3 separate regions of the Rattus norvegicus genome follow, and regions 2 and 3 are each linked to region 1. The links are chromatin contacts, called in public Hi-C maps. All regions are on one chromosome and are shown on one strand. Each heading gives the region's core, a stretch centred on a gene start, on an enhancer-like site or on the middle of the called end of the contact. The rest is flanking DNA. Distances are from core to core; before and after follow the strand shown. Region 1 holds the start of Matcap2 (microtubule associated tyrosine carboxypeptidase 2). Region 2 holds the start of Zfp599 (zinc finger protein 599). Region 3 holds the start of Znf709l (zinc finger protein 709 like).

Evidence for each region. A called contact is a pair of places that touch in the nucleus more often than the background predicts.
Region 2: a contact with region 1 is called in a Hi-C map of liver, with 3 times the contacts expected there. The contact joins the promoter of Zfp599 here to the promoter of Matcap2 in region 1. A contact is called at or near these places in 2 of 12 Hi-C or Micro-C datasets (liver and mammary epithelial cells).
Region 3: a contact with region 1 is called in a Hi-C map of liver, with 2.8 times the contacts expected there. The contact joins the promoter of Znf709l here to the promoter of Matcap2 in region 1. A contact is called at or near these places in 3 of 12 Hi-C or Micro-C datasets (liver, mammary epithelial cells and prefrontal cortex).

Annotation. Positions count from the first base shown.
Region 1 is chr8:29,215,205-29,219,383 of GRCr8, reverse strand. Matcap2 (microtubule associated tyrosine carboxypeptidase 2) reads right to left here and starts at 2,386. Exons shown (of 7, transcript NM_001427636.1): 1 at 2,199-2,386. The coding sequence starts at 2,223. It also overlaps a transcript of Rp9 not described here.
Region 2 is chr8:29,046,000-29,050,354 of GRCr8, reverse strand. Zfp599 (zinc finger protein 599) reads left to right here and starts at 1,697. Exons shown (of 5, transcript XM_006242700.5): 1 at 1,697-1,882; 2 at 3,850-3,976. The coding sequence starts at 1,880.
Region 3 is chr8:28,983,286-28,987,772 of GRCr8, reverse strand. Znf709l (zinc finger protein 709 like) reads right to left here and starts at 1,301. Exons shown (of 4, transcript NM_001409238.1): 1 at 1,187-1,301. The coding sequence starts at 1,189.

The sequences.
Region 1 (4,179 bases), core at 1,137-3,636:
ATTTATTGCTATTTCAAAGCAAAAAGGAAAAAGGATCATATTTTCATCAGTATTCTTATCCCAGTCAAGTTCTATTGGAAGAAAGCAAGCATCTGAAACACTGCAGAGTGCAGGAGAGTCTGGGTAGCACAGGGTGTGTTTCTCAGCTACTCTCATCATTCGGTTCGGTTGTCCCATTGATTGACTGACATTTCAGCAAGAAGCCTGACCAACAGGAAGAGTCTGCGTAATAAATGAATAATAATAACAATGATGAAAATCACTTTGTAACAGTGGCGAATGTTTAAGAACACCAGAGACAAGTTCCTAAGGCTAGTATTTCACCTAGATCACCTGTAGATCACCTACATCAGAAAATGGTTTGGCACATGAACTCCACTCAATTCTGGGCAAAGAACTAGTTAACAAGAGTAGGTGTTCAGTTAAAAAGAACCCATCCTCAAACCCCTAACTCTGCAGGAATACGGTTATGTTTTAATCAGATACCATACTAATATTTTAATCATATTCTCACTACAATGACTTTCAGTTTGGGGGGGTATTTTAATCGGTGTAGTTTCTAAACCCGGTGAGTCGTATGGGCTACAGAATCTATTTTCTTGCATGCAGTGTTTTTAACTGGAAGACAGGGAGAGTACTTTGCCACCCACAGGGCATTTTTGGTTGTCACAATTCTCTGTGTTAAAATACGGTTGCTCACAATAAAGAATTAACTTTTCCAATATTAAACTGCTGAAGTTGAGAAGCCTTGTTCTATATCATAAAAAGGACTGCAAGTTTTACAGGAAATTCTTTTTTTTTTCCGGGGCTGGGGACCGAACCCAGGACCTTGCACTTCCTAGTCAAGCGCTCTACCACTGAGCCAAATCCCCAACGGGACTGCAAGTTTTAAATTACCCTTTTTAGTGTGCAAAAGAATGCATTTCTTTCTGACATTTGTGTTCTAACCTAGTTTATGGTAAGCAAGTACTCTCTTGACCTTATTACGACAGCCTGTGCACATGTGTCACTGAGACTTGCTCAGATTTGCCCCTCTTCTGCCAGGTTTGAGGTTTTAAAGCAACTTTTGACACCATATTGTTTTGGTTTGTTTGTTTGTTTGTTTGTTTTTAGAGTCTGGGTCTGGAATTTGTTGTATAAACCAGGCTGACTTTAAGTTCATAGAAATCCACCTGTGTTTGCCTCTGATAATGTGTTTTAAGATGAAAGACTAATATCTACATCAAATCTCAATTTTAAAAAGCCTAATGCCAATTTAAGTGCCTCTAAGATCTTGGCTTTTATAACAGTATGTTTCCTATCAACAGAACAGTGGGATAATCTGTAGGTTACTAGAATTCCACAACAATCAGTTCTGTATTTTATACACTGAACAACAAATAGTATTAAAAAAATTAAGATTAGAAAGTATTTTCCCTTAAAAATAATTTAGTTTTTCAATTAAAAAAAAAAACTCTGCAATACCATATTGTGAGATGAATTTCAAAGCACCATAATGAAACCTCTTACTTTGTATGCTATCTTAAAAAAGGATCTTAGCTATTGGTGTCCATATCTCAGCACCTGGGAGACTGAGACAGGAGGACCGTGAGTTCAAGGCCAGTCCGGGTAACCTAGCTAGACCCCGGTTCAAAACAATAAATTCAGAAAAATTGGTCTACTGGGTAGAATACTGCAATACCCAGTATTCTAGGCTTATTTTTGTGACTCTACTTTGGGAATTAGCTATTTCTCTTTATTCTGTTGTTTTGGTATCTGTCCTGCAGAAATGTTTTCATGCAGTATCAAATGCTGAGGGTCTGGAACTGTTTAGTATTATTAAAGATTTAAATATGGCTAATATGCATATCTATTTAAAAATGAAAGACAAACTTTCTAACCTTGGATCTAAACACCTGCTCTTATTTCAATTCATAGTGTTTGATAATAAATGCAAACAAACATACACAGCATACACTGAAATGTAGAGATGTGTTTCCATGGCTGATTTTTTTTTCCTGAGCACTCTAGAAAATATAACACCTTACTACACACCTAAAATGCTGTGAAATCGGATTGGACTCTACACTCTCTAGATTGCAGAGTTCCTGCCCCTTCCCTCTGCTGGGCTAGGGCTGCGCGACTGCTCCCCGGTCCCAAACCCAAAGGTCTCCACCCGCTGCAGCCGCGCCACCTGGGCCAGCAGTGCCTGCACTCACCCGTTACGCGAATAGACTCCAGCATCGTCCCGCCAGGGCCAAAGCCCAGGCCGGCGGGCCGCACGGACGAAAACTCCCGTAAGGTAGCTCGGGACCAGATAGGGCAGGACCGGCAGCGCAAGGTGGAGGACCACGTCTGTTCCAGAGGGTGGTTCCACCTGGCCTCAGCGCTAAGAACCCGCCACGGTGACGTCGCTGCAACCCCGTTGCTAGGAGACGATCCTGCCTTCTTCCCGAACTCTGCGCCACCAAACGTGCTCGCCGCTGGAGGCGCTCCTGCGATTGACACCCTGCTCATAGGGAGAGAAGGGAAGCGAACTACAACTCCCAGCGTGCACAGAGCGGACCGGTGCCTGGAGCTGGTCCGCCGCAGCTAGGGTGTTTGCGTGGGGAGGACGGGATCTGCGTGAGGTTCAAGGGGTCTCGTTTCGCGATGGAATCGGGAAAAAGGAATGGTGTAATAATTCTTAGTTTTAGTTGATCAGTGCAAATTCAGACTCCTGACCTTTTAGCTAATTTACGTGGTATGAAATAAGTAGGACGTTTTTAGAAAAAGAAGTAGATGGCCAGGTATGGTGGTACATTACTGTAATCCCAACACTTGAGAGGTGTGTAGCAAAGAGGATCAGGGGTGCAAGATCATCATCGCTACACAGTGAATTTTGAAACCACCTTGACTATACAAGAATGTCTTTAAAAAAGAATAAAATAAATACAATTATTTTAAAAGGCGGTCTGGAGAGATGGCTCAGCAGTTAAGAGCACTGGCTGCTCACAGCATCCGGTAACTCCATATCCTGGGCATTCCATGCCCTCGGGCTCTCCCCAGGCCTCTGCGTGCAAACACTCATGACACACATACACACACATTTTTAATTTTTTTTCTAAATCGAAAAAGGAAACAGCCTGTGGGTGTAGCTCAATTGGTGACATGCTTGCGTAGCATTCACGAAGCCCTGAATTTAATCCCCAGTATTGTACAAACCTGGCCTAGTGGTACACATCTGTAATTCCAGCAATCAACAGGTAGAAGCAGGAGGATCGAGATGTTCAAATTCCTCTATGAGCTTGAAGCCACCCTAGACTACAAATATTTGACTTGTGTACCTATCTTATATATCTATATATCTGAGGTTGCATAAAGGAGTTTGAGAGGGAAAAGTTAATAATGAATAATTAAATCATAAATTTATTTGAAATCTATTATTTGTGTATGTAAATTTTTACCATTTTAAAATGAAAGCAAATTTTCATACTGAGATAGATGTGCTTGTTTATTTTTACATAATCTCAGCTGAATATTTTATAATGCAGGACACAGAATATCTTCAACAGTTTTGTGTGTGTGTGTGTGTGTGAGAGAGAGAGGGGGGGGGGAGCCCAATTGTGTGCCGTTCGTGATATGTGTGTGGAGGTCAGAGGACAACCTGCAGGAGTCAGTTCTCTCCTTCCACCAAATGGGTTCTGGGACTCGAACTCAGGTCGTCAAGCTTGGTGGTAGGTGCTTTACTGCTGAGTTATCTCACCTTCACATCTTCCAAATTTTTCAGATGTGATTTTTCTTTTTAATTTTGTAATTGTCAATGCTGAGACTACCATCTTACATAAGCACACAGCATAAAAATCAAAGTATGCTTAGTGATTTTCAGAACGTTGGAAATTCTGTCCTAATCTTAGACAAAGTTTATTTCAATCAAAAAATAAAACTCAAATCAGCACCTTTTTTGCCAGGGATTGTGGTGGTAGTGACACGAGTTTCGTGTAGCTGAGGTTGACCTAGCAGTACTCACTACACAGCTGAGGGTAACTTTCAACTCCTTTCAACTGTCTCCTCAGCCACTCAGGTGCTGGGATTAAAGGAGTATACCACCACACCTGGCTAAAACAATGGTTCTCAAAGATCATTTTAAAGAATCAATGTGGTCTTCTAAAAACTACCTGTGCATAGGAGTGCTTGCCTCCATGTGCACCATGTGTGTGC
Region 2 (4,355 bases), core at 448-2,947, 170 kb after region 1:
AATCAGCAGTGTCAGAGACAAGGGGCAGGGACAGGACTCACAGTCGTACTGACAAGGTAACACTTGCCTGCAATCCCAGCACCTGGGACGCTGAAACAGGAGGATTGTAAGTTTGAGGTCAGCATGGGCTTCAGGATGAGACCTTGTCTCAAACCTGCAAGATGGAGTTCCTTGTGTCCACCCTTCCAAAGGAAACCAAAAGAGATTATTAAAAAAAAAATGGTTCTCAGGTGCGGCACCTGGCACTAAAAAACGTACCCTGACCTCATTCCTACTTTCGTTCTCTTCATCTTATTCATGTTTGTTTCAGACGTAGGCACGCTCCACCTCAAGACTGTGGTGTTAAACCAGCAAGTGCAGAATGCAATTAGCCTGGCAGAAAATTCTCTCTCTCTCATTCTCTCTCTCTCTCTCTCTCTCTCTCTCTCTCTCTGGAACTGGGGGAAATGTCACATCATTTATTGTCAGAAAAAATAAATTGTTCACTTATAGTCTGTTAGCCAAGAATCATTAAGACATAAAACACTTAACATTTGACCATTTCTATCCTTTTTTTTTTTTCCGGAGCTGGGGACCGAACCCAGGGCCTTGCGCTTGCTAGGCAAGCGCTCTACCACTGAGCTAAATCCCCAACCCACATTTGACCATTTCTAGTATTGAACAATGCTGTATATGCTTAAATTTTATCTCAAGGTATGTTTATTTCATACTACATAAACGTCTGTTTTTATAATCATAAAAAAGACTCTTGGGGCTGGGGATTTAGCTCAGTGGTAGAGCGCTTACCTAGGAAGCGCAAGGCCCTGGGTTCGGTCCCCAGCTCCGGGAAAAAAAAAAGAACCAAAAAAAAAAAAAAAAAAAAAACAAACAAACAAAAAAAAACCTCTTAAAAGACAGTCACAACCAGCCAGGATCCATCTTGGGTTTGAAAGCGATCTTAGAGTAAAGACAAACTCAGTTCCTTCCTATTTCAAGGATTGGACTGCGTCCCACCCTTAACCTTGCCTACAAATGGTTCTGTAGTCTGTTCCAGGAAAAGATGATCATGCTTTTGTTTCAAAAAGTTACTCTGACCAACTTGTTACATTTATGTTCTGCTTCTGTAACCCCGACCTGTCAAATCCTCCATTTGTAAACTCCCTGCTTCCGGATAATAAAAATCCCAATCTTCCCCGTGTCCAAATGCTGAACTCTTTCTTGAACCCTACCTTTGGGGAGAGACAGCCCGTGGACATGAATTTTTAAAAGCTTGCTTTAATTAATTAAAGGTCGATGATCTTCTCCAATTTGTGGAAATAACCGTAGCACACACTTTTTAATCCCTTCACTAGGAATTCAGAGGCAGGTGAATCTCTATGAGTTCGAGCCAGCCTAGTCTACATAATAAATTCCAGAGCAAGACTACATAGAGAGACTGTATTTCAGAAGAAAAAAAAAAGGCATGACACTGTTTCTATTTATAAATACTTACTAGATGATATAACCTTAAGTAGAAGGTTCTACTTAAATGTAAGGTTCTGTCTGGTCTTTCCACATGAAGCCCGGCCTTAAAATACAGCCAAGAACTTGTCAATCTTTTTAAATTCACCAATGGTTGGTGACATTTAGAGTCTGAGAAGGTGAGACGTGAAGCCTTGTCTCTGAGAACCTAGGTGACGACGAATGTCCAATCAGACACACAGACAGAGAGTAGGGGCGGGCTTTCAGTCTTGCGTAGTCCTGTTTCTGAATACCTGCGCCACTGTCCCACCTGCTCTCCATCTTGGGTCCTGTCCATGTATGTGTTCCGCGCTCGCCCAGAAGTTCGGAGAAGTCGCCGCGTGTCCCATTTCTCCACTGAGAACCACAGTGAGGGCTCTGGGTGTCCCGGAACCCTGAAATGGTGAGTCTGGCAGGTCCGGAAGCCCGAGCCTTTTTTGCCCGGCCGTGGGGTGGGGGCTGGGCGGGCTCCGCTTGTCCTGTCCGGTCTGAGGCCCCTGCAGAGACCCGAGCCCTGCTGCAACGCTTTCCGTAGCTCTGACTCAGAGCATGTCTCATGCTGGGCGGGAAGGGAAACCGTAACCCCAGTCGATCTGCTCTCCGTTGTCTCTGCACCTTGGCCCCACGTCTCTGTCCCCGATGGTTCCCGCCGTCCAGTTCCCTGAGACGCCATATCTGGGGTTTGGGGACAGTTCAGGCGATCCTGTCCCTGGGACGTCACGCTCTATTCCGTTTCCCAGGATCCTGGAACCCCATCTCTTTTTGGTATGAACTCTGTACCTACACCTAAGAAGCACCTACATTTTCTGTGTCGGCGTTGTGATTGATCTGTGTCACTGTGAACATGGATGTGAAACTTTCCCCTTTTTTTGGCAGCTGGGTCTCACTTTGTAGCCCTGGTTAGCCTAGAGCTCATTATGTAGACTGGACTAGCATCAAACTCATAGGGCTGGGATTAAAGGCGTGCTGTTTTGTTTTCGTTGAGACAGATTCTGATGTATCCCACCTTCTGTAGCTGAGGATGACCTTGGTCCTCTAATTTTCATTGAGGCCATTTTCTGACATTCAGATTTCTGTTCCTTTCGAAACATCCCAGCAGAGTGATTCCTGGGTCCTTTGGTAGTTCTATGTTCAAGGTTTTTGTTTGTTTGTTTGTTTGTTTTTGTTTATTTGTTTTGGTTTTTTTTGTTTGTTTGTTTTCCCTTTTTTCTTTTTTTTTTTTTTTTTTCGGAGCTGGGGACCGAACCCAGGGCCTTGCGCTTGCTAGGCAAGTGCTCTACCGCTGAGCTAAATCCCCAACACCTATGTTCAAGGTTTTAAAGAACTGTAATGTAAGTTTGTAAAATGTTTGCATTAACTTTTGTATTAAAAACAGCTGGAGAGGTGGCTCAGCAGTTAAGGGCACTGACTGCTCTTCCAGAGGTCCTGAGTTCAATTCCTAGCAACCACATGGTGGCTCACAACCATCTGTAATAGGATCTGGCGCCCTCTTCTGGTGTGTCTGAAGACAGCGACAGTGTACTTATATAATAAATAAATAAATCTTAACAAAAAAGAACAGAATACAAGGCTTCCCTCTTTAGCATGCCTGTTTTCTCTCAAGCACTTTAATTTGTCTCTGTTTTCTTTTCTTTCTTTTTTTTTTTTTTTAAATAAAAATGTGTTTAGAGTTTAGGAGTCCTGCTCTCTGATGCATTCAATATCTTGGAGTCTGTTAGAATTCAAGCTGCCAACAGCCATTGGAAGAGAGCCCCCAAGTGTTTGCCTGTGAATAGTCAGAGTTCTGTTTTTCCACCCGTTTCCACATCCCAAATGAAGATCAGGTCAGGGACGCAGTTACACACTCTTTTCTTCTTTTGAGATCCAGGAAGATATCTTTATTTCCAGAGCTCTGGGCTTTTCCGTATTCAATAAACGCTTTTAAAACTGATATCATGGGGTTGGGGATTTAGCTCAGTGGTAGAGCCGCTTGCCTAGAAAGCGCAAGGCCCTGGGTTCGGTCCCCATCTCCAAAAAAAAAAAAAAAAAAAAAAAAGAAAAGAAAGAAAGAAAAAAGAAAAACAAAAACAAAACAAAACAAAAAAAAAACCTGAAGTCATTTGGTGCTTGGGCCAACAACTCCTTCCAGGAAGTGGCAGATACCAGATTGTAATTGGGGAAGCCTGGGAACAGCTGTCTGTATTGAAATCCTTCAGAAAACTCCAGCCATGTTTTCTGACATCGTTACAGAGCTGAGTTTTCTTTCTCCCATGAGACAAATCAAATGTCACCTGCTATGAGACCCTGGTATGACACATAGAGAGTAGGGTGGACCCCACTTTCTGTTCCAAAAACTGAAGGATTGGGCTGAAGAGAAACCTGTCATTCCAGGGGTTGGTGTCATTCGAGGACGTAGCTGTGGACTTCACCTTGGAGGAGTGGCAGGACCTGAATGCTGCCCAGAGGACCCTGTACAGGGACGTGATGCTGGAGAACTACAGGAGCCTAGTGTTCCTGGGTGAGTCCGAATCCTAGAACTCTCAGTAGCAGTTACTTGCTCCTTTACTTGGTAGGATGAATCATTGTGAACCTAATCCTAATTCTGTATTATACATTTCAGTAGACACATTGTAATAGCAGAAGGGCTTTTGAGAAACAGTGTCTTTTTGCAGTGTACTTACTTAGTTCATAATGATCAGATGAAGTTAAGAAATAAATTTATCAGGAGCTGGGGATTTAGCTCAGTGGTAGAGCACTTACCTAGGAAGCGCAAGGCCCTGGGTTCGGTCCCCAGCTCCGGAAAAAAAAAGAACCAAAAAAAAAAAAAAAAGAAATAAATTTATCAGCTAGGGCATTGTTCCTTCCACTTGTGAACATTTAAAACTTCTCTGATAATA
Region 3 (4,487 bases), core at 52-2,551, 230 kb after region 1:
GCTGGGGGAAGGGATCCAGTCCAGTGTTTGGGCTGGAGAATTTAGGGTAGTGGGTAGGGTATGCCAGACAGAATGACCCAGAACAAGCGTTGCTGAGGGAGACTGGCTGCCAAAGCTCTCTTTAATATGTTAAATAGGTGGGTGCACGCATGCACACACACGGACATGTACGCGCAGGCCCGGATACACACACGTGCGCGCACGCGCGCGCACACACACACACACACACACACACACACACACACACAGCATACACTCAACACAGACACACAAAAACAACAAAACATTTTATCTAATAGCCACAGTACCATCAAGATGGCTCAGCAGGTAGGAGTGCTTGCCTAGCAAGCGCAAGGCCCTGGGTTCGGTCCCCAGCTCCGAAAAAAAGAAAAAAACAAACCAAAACAAAACAAAAAAACAAAACGCCCAAGCAGAGCTGTAACACTTAGACACAGACACACACACCTTTCACAATAGGTATATAATTTCAAAAAGAGTAAAAAAAAAATTGTTAAAGAAAAGAAAGCCAGTTCCTTCGTTCCAAGCCTATAATTAAAACACTGCCTCTGGCTGGAATTCAGCACTGGTGACAGTTGACATAGATGTAATCCAAAGGAGAGAAGAGTTGGCATTTGGAAACCTGGGGATTTAAGGAGAGCTGAGAATATTAGAGGTTTACATTCGGAAACTTTAACGGGTCCCCGTTATTCGGAGGTTGGGAATTCCGAGCCGGGAGTCACAACACTGAGCCGATCGAAGCCAATTCGAGCTGCGCAGAGCCAGGGACAGAGCCGAAGCTAGGCGGACAGAGGACCGCAGAGCCCCACAGACAAGCCGGGTGGGGCCGGGTGGGGCCGGGTGGGGCCGAGAGGGGCCGAGGGGGGCCGAGGGGGGCCGAGGGGAGCCGAGAGGGGCCGAGGGGAGCCGAGAGGGGACGAGGGGAGCCGAGAGGGGCCGAGAGGGGCCGAGAGGGGCCGAGAGAAGCCGAGAGAGGCCGAGAGGGGCCGAGAGGAGCCGAGCGGAGCCGAGCGGAGCCGAGCGGAGGCGAGTGCCGCCGAACCTGGCCGAGCCAGCGAAGGTCCCTTGCGCAGACTCCACCGCTGAGGTAGAAGCTCGCTCTGGTTGTGTAGGGCTGCGTCGGGTTACAGCTACCCATCCCCGCCCTCGGCCAGCCCGCCTCACTCACCATTTCCCGGCGCCCTCCCAAGCTCCCGCCTCCGTGACTGAGACCCCGTATGAACTTGACTGAAATAGAGTCAGGAGAGCGGCCTTCTCCGCGCCCACGGCCTCCGTCTCTCCCACGCCTATACGCTGGCGTCTCTGATTGGACAGCTGGTGCGGACACGCCCCTTTGCCTGAATGACAGCTGAGCACCAAGATTCTCAGCGCGGAGTTTGTCACCTAAATTAGGCATCTTTGTGGTTTTAATGAGGATTTATTCTTCGACCAGAGACTGCTTTTTGCTGTTCATCTCAGCTCCCTCTGTATGGGGGACGTGAGTGGACGCAGGAAATTACAGATTCCCTTTCTAGATTAAGCGAAGAGGCAAGGCGAAAACAAAGAATAAACAGGGCCTGCAAGATGGCTCAGCAGGGAAGAGGCAGCGTGAACCTGACTACCACAAGAAAAGACTCAGGAGAGCTCTCTCTCTCTCTCTCTCTCTCTCTCTCTCTCTCTCTCTCTCTCTCTCTCTCTTTCTCTCTCTCTCTCTCTCACACACACACACACACACACACACACCTCGTGCTTGTTTTAATCCTGGAATGCGAAGGGCATACTGATGTCCCTCCTCTCAGGCTTAACACAGGGCTGAGCAGCATCTCACAAACTATGTATGATCCACAGTTACTTAAAAGTGAACTCACCATACCTAAATACAAACACTTAAAAGTGTCCTCAACAGACTTGAAGAAATGTCCCCGTAGTTAAAAGCACTTTCTGCTCTTTAAGAGGACCCTGGTTCAGTTCCCAGCCCCGACACCGCAGCTCATAACCACCCGTAACTCCTACTCCATGTCATCCAATGCCTTCTTCTGACCTCCAGGGGCACCGCAAGCACACAGTGCACAGATCTACATACATACATGCAAAGCACTCAAAGCACATTCAATAAAGAGAATTCTTTTCTAAAATTAAATTAAAAATAAAGTGGTGAAGCATGCCAAATTTTTAATTGAGATCAAAGCTAGCCTAACCAACATAGTTAGTTATTGGCCCAGAAAAGGCTACACCATAACACCCTGTCTCAAATGTAATATAAAATAAAATATACGAACTGAAGAGCTGGCTCCGTGGTGAAGCACTTCTCTTGGAGAGGACCTGGCTTTGGCTCCTAGCACCCACATGTGACTAATGACAGTCTTTAATCCCAGTTCCAGGGAATTGTTATACAGTAGATAAGTAAATCTTTACCTTAAATATTGGTGGACTCGGGATATGGCTCAGAGATAGACCGCATCTCTAACATGTAGATTTGGGTTTGCCCCCTTAGCACACCAAGCCATGTTTTTAAAATGCCCTCAGTTAAACAAATGTAATTAAAAAGCGACTGTAACATATCTAAACATAGACACTTTAATCTTGAAGCAGGGCCTGGTCCGAGGCCAGCCTGGTCTGCAAAGTGAGTTCCTGGTATAGTGAGAGACTGTGAAGATGCAGACAGAATAGCAAAAGGTGGGGAGAGCCTCGCAGTTTCAAGGGGGTACGTTGAGGTGGGAGGCAGTGTGTAAGTTGGAACAAATACATGTTTCAAAAAAAATAAAAAAGGAGTATTTGTTCACATATATGTATGTGTGACTGGTACCTGTGGAGGTCAGAAGAGGGCACTGGATCTCCTGGAAGTAAGTCACCGTAAAGATGCTGGGAATTGAACTCAGGTCCTCTGGAAGAGCAGCAAGTGCTCTTAACCACTGAGCCATCTCTCCAGCCCCAGGCATACATGAATTTCGAGGGCTTCCTCATGAGGTTTCTTGATAACACGAGTTCATAGGGAACAGCATGTTTTGTTTTGTTTTGTTTTGTTTTGAGACAGGTTCCCACACTACAGCCTAGGCTGACTTCAAATTTGTGGCGATCCTTTGATTTCAGCTCCATTACTATTTACCTTTACGAGTGTGAGTGTTTTACCTACATGTTTGTCTGTGCACCATATGCTTGTCTGGTGTCCACAGAAGCAAAAAGAGGGCATCTGAGCCTCTGGCGCTGGAGTTACAGGTGGTAGTGAGCCACCATATGGGTCCTGGAACTGAGCTTGAACCTGAAAGATCCCACGCAGAGAGACCCTTACTCAAGTCTTGGGAAATTGTGGACCCCAGACACAGAGAGACCATTTTGGATGTAATAAGCAAAGGCGAGGTTTATTACGGAGACCTATTACAGAGATCTCCGGGCCGATACATATCCCACACAGGAGACAGAGGTGTCCGACCCCGAGAGGCTGGGAGAAAGAGCATTTAAAGGCAGAGGCTGTGAGCACCAGGGGATGGGGGGATGTCAAAGGGGAAGGCACCACAAGTTACAGGATTGTTTTATGGCTCCAGGAGATAAGGGGACACCAAAAGGTTTTATGGCCCCCTGGTTCCTGGAACAGAGCTACTAAATCAGGAGATGGGTTGGGTCTTTAGGTCCTCATTATTTTTAAAGTTTGTCAGAATTGATGAAGCATCTGTATTTGAAACACCTCTGGTTAGGCTTGGGCTGCCCGGTTTCTTGGAGTGCTCTCTGCGGGACACAATGGCTGAAAAGCACAAGTAGGGGCTTCTCAGGGTCTGGAGGACATCTGGTTAAAGTATGACTCTGAGTAAGCTGGGGGGATGTCTTTGGATGGTTTATGGGTCAGTCCTCGATAGCCTGAGCTGGTTTTTGCATTCCTTTTCTTTATCTTTATGGCCTGGTACTCCTGGCGGCAGGGCTTAGCCCTGAGTCTGTGGCTTTTGGGGCTTACTCTTTTAATTTTATATTTTTAAACCTTAAATTCGTATAATTTTCCTTTCAAACCCTGTTTAGAACAGTAAGCATGCTTAACCACTGAGCCAACTCCAGCCCCATTCACCTTATTTTTTGAGGCAGGGAGATTCACTGAGCCTAGAGATCATACACTGGCTACTGAACCTTGGAGATTCACCCATCTGCCCCCCATATCCCTGTCATCACTAAAGTTGCATTTAACCAGCTTTTGTGTGGGTGCTAGAGATCTGTCTGAACTCAGGACCTCATGCTTGTGCAGTAAATACCTTACCAACTGGGCCAGCTCCTAGCCCCTATGCCCCTGGTTGGCCTAGAACTTACTATGTAGTCCAGGCTGGCTTTGAACTTTTGTGATTCTCCTGCCTTGGTTTCCCATGTGCTGGGATCACTGGTGTGTGTTTTACCGTGGACGCTCCAGTACCATGGAGAAGATATCAGATGCCCTAGGACTAGAGATATAGATGGTTATGACTGACCATGTGGGTGCTGGGAGTTGAACCCAGGTCCTCATGGTGCCAGTG